Linked DNA regions of Mus musculus: all the other regions are linked to region 2. A link is a contact called in public promoter capture Hi-C data. All regions are on one chromosome and are shown on one strand. The core of a region is the stretch at or near the end of the contact, and the rest is flanking DNA. Distances in the headings are between cores, read along the strand shown.

What was found. Promoter capture Hi-C pulls out the DNA fragments that hold promoters and counts their contacts.
Region 1: a contact with region 2 is called in a promoter capture Hi-C map of liver, with 3 times the contacts expected there. The contact joins the promoter of Ascl2 here to the promoter of Spef1l in region 2. A contact is called at or near these places in 2 of 39 promoter capture datasets (liver and pre-B cells).
Region 3: a contact with region 2 is called in a promoter capture Hi-C map of pre-B cells, with 2.7 times the contacts expected there. The contact joins the promoter of H19 here to the promoter of Spef1l in region 2.

What each region holds. Positions count from the first base shown.
Region 1 is chr7:142,967,948-142,970,806 of GRCm38.p6, forward strand. Ascl2 (achaete-scute family bHLH transcription factor 2) reads right to left here and starts at 1,317. Exons shown (of 3, transcript NM_008554.3): 1 at 1,024-1,317; 2 at 1-752. The coding sequence starts at 1,033.
Region 2 is chr7:139,977,147-139,980,080 of GRCm38.p6, forward strand. It overlaps Spef1l (sperm flagellar 1 like), which reads right to left and starts at 1,609. Exons shown (of 7, transcript NM_001033465.3): 1 at 1,401-1,609; 2 at 888-999; 3 at 1-76. The coding sequence starts at 1,536. It overlaps Adam8 (a disintegrin and metallopeptidase domain 8), which reads right to left. Exons shown (of 24, transcript NM_001291066.2): 23 at 2,814-2,888; 24 at 1,786-2,381. The coding sequence ends at 2,331. Gm16201 (a long non-coding RNA gene) reads left to right here. Exons shown (of 5, transcript XR_389973.3): 5 at 1-1,834.
Region 3 is chr7:142,576,886-142,579,686 of GRCm38.p6, forward strand. It overlaps H19 (H19, imprinted maternally expressed transcript), which reads right to left and starts at 1,261. Exons shown (of 5, transcript NR_130974.1): 1 at 1-1,261. Mir675 (microRNA 675) reads right to left here and starts at 262; the gene lies at 179-262.

The DNA.
Region 1 (2,859 bases), core at 67-2,566, 3.0 Mb after region 2:
AAGCAGCTCCTGCTCCATCGGGCTTAGCTCTCCCTCGCAGCTGCTTTCCTCCGACGAGTAGGCGGAGCGCGGGGAGGTAGGCTCAGAGCAGCCCAGGCGGTCCGGGGACGGAGACGTAGAGGCGCAGGACAGAGACGCGCTGGCAGGGGAGGCAGAGGGCTGCGCGCACTCATCGGACGGCGGAGTAGCGGGTGTTAACAGCCCCCCAGCGAGCGCGGCACGCACCGCGTCGTGCTCTGCGAGCAGCCGCTGCAGCGCACGAATGTACTCTACCGCGGAGCGCAGCGTCTCCACCTTACTCAGCTTCTTGTTGGCGCCGCCGTGCGGCACGTGCTGCCGCAGCGCCTGGAAGCCCAAGTTTACCAGCTTTACGCGGTTGCGCTCGCGCTCATTGCGGCGTGCCACGGCAGCCGAGCTGCTGCTGGCCTCGGTTGCTCCAGATCGCCGCCGCCGGCTGCAGCGCAGCAATTCCGGAGACGCTTGTCTCCGCCGAGCAGCGCAGGCTCCAGCGACTCCAGACGAGGTGGGCATGAGTCTGGGCAGCGCGCCGCCGTCCATCAAGCTTGCATTCAGCCCCTGGGCCCCTGCTACGAGTTCTGGTGCGGCACAGGAAAAGTGCTCGCGAGGAACCGGGTGCGGTGGGAAGTGGACGTTTGCACCTTCACGGGCCTCAGGCAGGGCACTGCTGCAGGACTCCCTAGGGCACGCGTCGCTGGCCTCCTGCAGTCCTGGGACCCCGTACCAGTCAAGGTCTGAAAGAGTAGGGAAGCGTGGTACTCTCGTGTCCCGCGCGTGCTGTCAGGCGCTCCCCAAGTCTCCCTTTACGCGGCTCAAGCGGCTCCTTTTTTTTAAAAAGTATAGATAACTCTCCTCCGCCCGCCACCGCCTCCTTTCTCACGCCCTCCTTCCTTCGCCTCGCCCTCCCGCCACGCTTCACCCTCCCCTTGGCGTACACATTCTGCAAAGCTGACACCGTGCGCTTCCACCCCCACCCCTCCCGGGTGCAGTTCATGGCCTACTGACGTGCTTCCATGCTCCGGGCAGATGCTTAGCTTATTGCGTCCTCGAAAAATCCTCGAGTGCAGATCCCGAACTGCGCTCCGCAGGTCCCGCACACTCAGGGGCTGAGAGAGGGTCCGAGAGAGGGTCCGAATGTACTCTACAGGCACCTCCACCCGTCCTGGTGCTCAGCCCTTAAGCCCCAAGAGCTGCCAGGTCTCCGCACACCTAGCGCTTGCAGCCGGATGAAGAACCGGACCAAGCTTTGCGGTGACCAAGAGGTAGGAGGCAGAAGAGCGCGACCCCCTAGGGTAGCACGAGCCTCAAACCCGCACCCACGTCCCTCCCCCTGGCGGAGGAGGCGGGAGCCGGGGTCTCAGCCAATCTGGGATCGCCCGTTTGGCCAATGACAATTGGCGCGGTCCTATGCCGGGGCCAGAAGGAAGCGTACGCCTGGCGCGTGGCTCCAGAGATGGGGGAGTGTCTCGCACAAGGCTCCACGCCCACTCCGCCCCACCCTGCTCCTCCACCAGGACCCGGTGTCCACGCATTGCAGGAGCACACCTGTGCCCCTTGAGTGTGAGAAGGGCTTGAGGAGTGGTTCAGACCAGTAATGGGAAATTTCATGTTCCTGGGCACCTGTACCCATTTAGCCCCTCATGCACACCCCATGCCTCTGTGTTTTCAAGAATCCCCAGGACCGGTTGCCCTGACCTGAGAGAATACAATCAAGTCCACTCCTTTCTCACACTGTCACCCATCTGCACCTTACAGCCAGCTCTCCAAGTCTGGGTCTCTTTTCCTAATGGTGAATCTACCCAGACTAGTTTTTGTTCGGTTCCTGGACTTTTTGTTCAATAACACTTCTTCGGATTCCAGCAGACCTCTCAGTCCCATCCTTCCCCTGAGGCCGGTGGAGGGAAGGTTGAAGGGGAAGGGAAATGCACTGACCTTGTCAAAGTCTCAGTTTTGCCCCATTGTCCCAGAAGTGTGCTCTCAAGGCCGTAGCAAGCCCAATTTTTCCCTCAAAGGACTAGGTAGGTGCTTGGGAGCCAAGCAAGACCTATAGGGTTCAAGTGGTCTATCCTGTGGGTAGTAACCTGGAGTTACTTTCTTTGTAAATATCCGACTGGGGGAGGGCTACCAAAACCAGGCTTCTCTCTGCTTTCGCACTGCCTTGGAGCATGTACTGCCAGTGTGGGGCTGCCTGCAGGTTCCATGACTCTCCAGGATTCGTCAAGGCTGTATCATCCTAATCCAGCCTTTTGATAACCTTGCTGTGGGAAGTGGGCAGTGAGTCGAAATTTCCCGGGTGTCTGCTAAGAGCACTTGGATAAGTCTAGTCACTTCTCTGCTGTTTGGAGCAATCCAGTTGGTCTGGGGAGATTGTTAAGTAAAGCACTTGCTGTGCAAGTGTGAGGACCTGAGTTCAAATCCTCAGAACCCATAGAAACCCAAGATGCCAAGAAGAGAATTCCTTCAAACTTCCAGGCCAGCTAGCCCCAGGACTGCAATAATGAACAACAACGTCTATCTTAAACAGGCTGGAAGGGAAGGACCAACATCCAAGATATCCTCCAACCTCCATACACACTGCTGTGCTCATCCTTGCACACGCAAGCATGCACACATATACAGAAGAGATGGAAACAGTTTGTATCCTGGTGCCCTGAGGAGGTTTGATCTGCAAACCCTCACTGTACGGAGACCACTGCTGCCCTGTTTCCTCCCTGCCTTTCCCTAAGTTGTTTTTTGTACTTTTCCTCCATTTAGGGGTGGTGGTGGGAGAGTCTCCTGAAGCTTAGGTTAGCCCTTAATTCACTACATAGCTAAGGATGACTGTGAACTTCAGAACGTCTA
Region 2 (2,934 bases), core at 359-2,858:
AACTCCAGGCCTGTTGGATACCACCCTTTGGATATCATTATCTGAGATACACAAGTGCAGCTTGCGAAAGACTTTCCTGCAAAGAAGGTAGGAGCACATTCTCAAAGCAGTACCATCAAGGACTGGGAGTTGAGCCCTCCCTGAAGTTCTATGCTCCCTGCAATGCCTTCCAGCCACTGGGCAGCATCTTGCTTTCTCAGAGAGCCCCTTTGTGCCCTGCACTTGAGTGGCGCATGGCTATCTCATTCTTGGCCTTTGGAGCTATGTCTCAGGAGATCGCAGAACATGGGGTGCTCTATCAGGCCATGTTCTCTGCATTCATTCTCATCTCTCTACTGGCTTGCCCTCGGTAAATCCTGTTGAGACAGCTCAACAGTACCTGGAAACCTGCAGCTGGGCCCTCTCAGCATGATCATCTCCCTTGAGGTCTCTTTTCATCTCTTCCCTCTCAAACATAAGCCCATGAGATTAGACCCAGGCCTGAGCCCAGCAATGTTTCTATTCCAATCTGAGCCAGTCTTTTGGGGGTGCCCACACAGGTTCTCCACCTTGCTCTGCTCAGACACTTCCCGAGGGCCCTCTGTGATTGGACTACATCAGACATATCTGCCCGACTCTGTCCTTGAGATCACTTATTATACACAGGCAGAGTCTTGTCTGAGGACATTTGGGGAGGTGAAGTAAAACTCTACTGATCCGTAAGGGAGCAGGCTAGCTGATAGGCTGCCCTAGCACCCCCAGGAGTGGTACTAGGGGTACTAGTGCCCTAGTACCCCTGGTTGTGGTACTCTTCTATAGGCAAGGACCCACAGTTAGGCAGTCAGAGACCCATGGCTGGAGAGAGCATCCCGGGGTCAACCTAGGTGGGCTGAGCTCCCAGGCCTTGCCTGTTGAGAAGGCTCCAGTTGCTCAGCTTCTGGTCTGTACTGCAGGCTGGGACGTAGCTGTGCAAGTCCACCAGCCGAGGGCGGAAGTGCTTCACAATCTCGGCCACCAGCACTGTGGGAATGCGAGGGGAACTTGGCTTGCCTGGTCAAGACCCTGGGTTGCAACTGTAATCCCTGACCACATGAGATGCATGGAATGGAGTGGGAAGGACACGAGCTTTTCCTGGGGAGCCCATAATTGTCCCCGAGTCTGGCACGGCACCTAGACTCCAGGTCAGACCAAGTGGTAGGATGGCCTGGGAAGCTAATACAGCGTGAGAGCCCAGGGGGAGCTGGAAGAGCCACAGGAGGCCCTGTTTGCTACTACCTTTCCTAAGGAGCACGAGTCTGGACTCAAGAACCGCTCCGTTCCCCCAACACCCACACCCGTACTAGGGGGCTGGAGGCAAGGGTGGCCCTCAGCTTTGAGTCCTCTTCATCATCCGCCCCATAGCGCCTCGCCCTCACTCGCACCACCATCACTGAAGTCCCGAGCCAAGTGGCGCTTGGGGCGGCTGAGTGGGAGCCGGTCCAGCCAGGCGCAGAGGTTATGAATATCCCCAGGCGTTGGCAGGAACGAAGCTGAGCTCGGCTTGGAAGCACTGAGCATGGCAGAGAAGTGGGTGTGCAGCAGAGAAACACAGCGGAAGAAACCTGGCGGGTTTGGACCGTTGCTGGGAGACGCGGCACAGCCGGAAGGGGCGGGGCCCTAACCGCGCTGGTCCCTCCCTCGATCCCAGGAAGGATTGGTCCTCCTGCACGCCCAGAGATCGGGCTGAATCAAGGTGGATGGTTAAAAAACGAAGGGAGATGGTAGGTGAAATTGTTTGATCTGGTGTAATAAAAACAAACTGCCATGTAGAATGTGATCTATAATCTATTGATAAAATAGAATCTTTATTAGTGAATAGTGTTTAGTCATAATTTCAACAACTAATCTGTTTCAATCCGGAGATGACGGCAACTTCTTGTCCCAACACCCCAAGAACGACGTCTTTTCCTTTCCTAAGTCTCATACACGAGTGGGATGTAGATACAGGAACTGTGCCTTGGAGAGAGGTCACTGTGTGAGGGCCAGTGCAGAAGTTGCTGGGAGGGGACTCCTGGCATTCTGTCCACCCAGAGACAGACAGACTTGATCACGCCCACTGCAGGGTACACCGCCCCTGCCTAGCAACTAGCATACGCAGATGTATGGTCTAAGCTGGCCAAGGCCAGTGAGAGGCCACTGGTTCATGAGGGCATCTGGACAGCAAGAGCCACAGAAAGATTATTCCTGAGGTAGGAACAGCGTGTGCAGGTCCAGCCTGGGTGGTGGTTGTGGTGTTGCTGAAGGAACACATTTATAGGAGCAGTGGTATCTCCAAACGTCCACAAACGATGGCCCTGGGGTGCCCTAGCTGGTCACCTCTTCTGGATGGGGACCTTCAGAGCAACCTTTGGCTCACCAGCTCCCTGCCAAGAAAAAAAGGAAATCGATATTAAAGAGGACCTGATAAGAGAGAGGTCCAGCTGAAAATACCCATTGCCAGTTCTTTAAATTTAGACTTCCACTTCCCCTAACAACAGAATGGGCCCGACCTCACAAGATGACTGTACTAGCATTTCATATATACTGTAGACTAGCCATATGAAAAGGAAAATTCCATAGCCCCCGAAAGCCGCAAGCACTGGAAAGTTCTGGCAAATTATAAAGCAGACATCAAGCCTGTTATTGAGGATTTTTTTTTCTTTCTTTTTTTTTTTTTTCAAATGTCACTAAAACTTACCAGCTAAGAAAATGAAAACAGCCACTCACCCTCCGAAACAGTGCCACAGTCAGCAGGAGGGTTCCTGCAAGATGGACTCCCCCTTCCCCTTCCCCTTCCCCTTCCCTCTGAGGCTCACCTGAGTTGCTCCAGGCACCGTCCCTCCAGTCCCGGGCTTGACTGGTGGTGTCGGGGGTGCAAAGGTTGGCTTGACCTGGGAGGAACCAGACACAGCTGACTGAGAGCATCTCCTAAGTAGG
Region 3 (2,801 bases), core at 11-2,510, 2.6 Mb after region 2:
AGGCCCTCCTTGGCCACGGACTCTGGAGGCCAGTGCCTCCCTGGCTCACCACCCCAGCTACTCGCTCTACCTGCACCCAACCTCCCTCCCTAGAAACTCATTCATTCTGCCCCGCCTGCCTCGCCTCGTCTGGCTTCATCCTGTGCCCTTGACTCCCCTGGAAATGTTCTGTCTGTCATGCCAGACCCAGGGACTGAGCGGTTAGGGCATACAGTGTACCAAGTCCACTGTGGGCCCTTTCCGCACCAGTCCCTGGGCCGCAGTGCCTCATGGGAATGGTGTGTCTGCAGGCTGGACCCACTGCAGCCTCCTTGCTGTAAAATCCCTCTGGAGTCCGATACCTGCAGCCCCCACTCCCCTTCTGGTGACACCCTGCACTGCCCTTCTTTTCCATTCTCCAGTTATTGAGGCTCTGGCAAACTTGGGACTTTGCCAGAGCCACTCTTGAACCTTCTTCTAAGTGAATTACGGTGGGTGGGATGTTGTGGCGGCTGGGGACCCATCTGTGTCTTGTGACCCCATCTTGCCCTGTTTGACCCCAGCCTAGAATGCTTCTGTTCTTGCTGGATCCCATGGTCTCTGCCACTGTCTCCAAGGACTCCTATCACCTCCCTGGAGGCAGCGGCCTCAGTCTTTACTGGCAACCCTGCACCTCTTCTTTCTTCTCTCTAAGAGCTCTTTCCACCTGGGGTCGCCAATGGTCCCCCAGCCTCCTTCTGTCTCGGCTCCCCCCGAGACGATGTCTCCTTTGCTAACTATCCTGCCTTTCTATGTGCCATTCTGCTGCGAGGCCAGCCGCTTCTTCTCACCAGGCCCCCTCTCTAAACCTTCGTTTAGAAGGTCAGTGGAGCGAGGCCAAGAGAGAAGAAGGAGACTCACCTGCCCAGCAGACGGCGGTCCTCACCTGCCCACTGCTGCCAGCTATACCTTCACTGCCCAGGTCTGGGGTCGAACCCTTCCCAGCAGCTCCCCTTTATCCGACCAGCCGCCACGTCCTGTAACCAAAAGTAACCGGGATGAATGTCTGGCTCCCCATTCCTCTCCAACCCTAGCTCAGGCCCTTCAGCTTCACTCCGATGTTTTCCAGCCTTTGCGATGCCTTTGCTCTGCCTGAGCTAGCCCCTCAGTCCTTCAACATTCCTGCCAGACTCCAGATGCCGAGGTGCTCCTCGGACCCCACGACTCTCCTCCAGCTCTCCCATCTTCCCCAGTTTCCCCGATACCCCCCACCCCCACCCCCCACCCCCCTCCCACACCCGGTGCTTCGGGCCCTCTAGCCCGGGCTTTTTCTAACTGGAGTGGCTCCGCCCAGAATTCCCGCCCCTACTCTGTCAACCAATCAGTACATGGCCCCGCCGGGGCCCCCGCAGGGCCCACCTCCACCCTGTATCGTTCCAGCGCACGTTCGCCTCACCCCACACCCGCACCCGTCCTGAAATTCTCCAAAGACAGCCTCACCACAACTCCCACTTTGGAATCCCTTAGACAGGGCCTGGCATTGTCCCCAGATATCTCCCTTGATGTCGAGAACATATAGCCCCGTAGCCTGCTGAAGCCCTTCATAGAACGGTGGTGCCCCAGGCACCCTGCCACACTGAAGCTGCCCTTTACTCAGTTTGTATAATGACCACAATGGGAATTTGAGGGCATGGGTCTCATACTATCCCACGGAGTATGAACAGCCTACGAGTGGCTAACCCCCAGCCTTTGTCCTAGTCTGCTTGACTGACCTTATCTGGCCGCAGTGGTTTCAACAAGGTAGTAGCTAATTTGGGCACTCCTCACCGTCCCTTTTCTGGGTGAGTCGTCACGTTTGTCAGGACTCTCTTGCGATGAGTTTTATTAGTTATCTTACAGTCTGGTCTTGGTCACCCCAGTCAACCGGAGGCACAGTATGGTCTCCCTATCCTACTGAAGTACTACTATCAGTGATAGAATGGGGACAGGAGAGATGCCCTGTCCCTCCAGCCACGTGCGTGCGTATACCATTGCTCTTAGCTTCTGTTGAAAGTTATGCAGCTGAAATCCACAGAGTCAGCATCCACAAATCAGGGCACCAGAGAGTAGAGCAGCTCTAGATGGAAGTGACCGGAGCTCCAGATGGGAGGAGGACTCAAGGGCTGACCAGTCATGACCACTCAGCAGTGGTTCTCACCTATGTGAGGTGCAATAGCACCTTGGCAGATCCTCAGCCTAGTGGCTGCATGTCAGCTGAGTACTCATTTCTGGCTCCTAGTGATCCTTCATTTTTACTCTGTGAAAAGCCCTGGTCATTGCTGTGGGTGGACCCTAAGTTATGATACTGACGGACACCTCCAATTTGGTCATAAATAGACCCCAGCCTCTATTATCTTGGCGCTGTAATGTGTGTCTGTGCTGTCACCTTGTGGTGGTTGTGGCTATCTCTGCGCTCTTAAACAAATGATCCTTTTCAGAGATCGGTATATAAGATGGAAAAGAATGACCCCATCTTCTAATGAGCCTCAAGAACCCTGGCAGCATCAGCAGACTAAAGGCCGAGGGTTGGCCATCACATGTAAGCTATTCACTGGTGTGGTGGCAGTTGGTCTCTGTCTCCCATCACCCCCCACATCACCCTTGCTATACTCCCCTATACTTCCCACTATATCCTCCCCACTACACCCCTGCTATATCCCCCCTGTCATCCTCCCCACCATACCCCTTGCCATACCCCCCACCATACTTCCCCTATGGCCCCCATACTCTCTGCTATACCCCCACTATACCCTCCCTGCTATACCCCCACTATACCCCCGCTATGTCCCCCACTATACCCACAC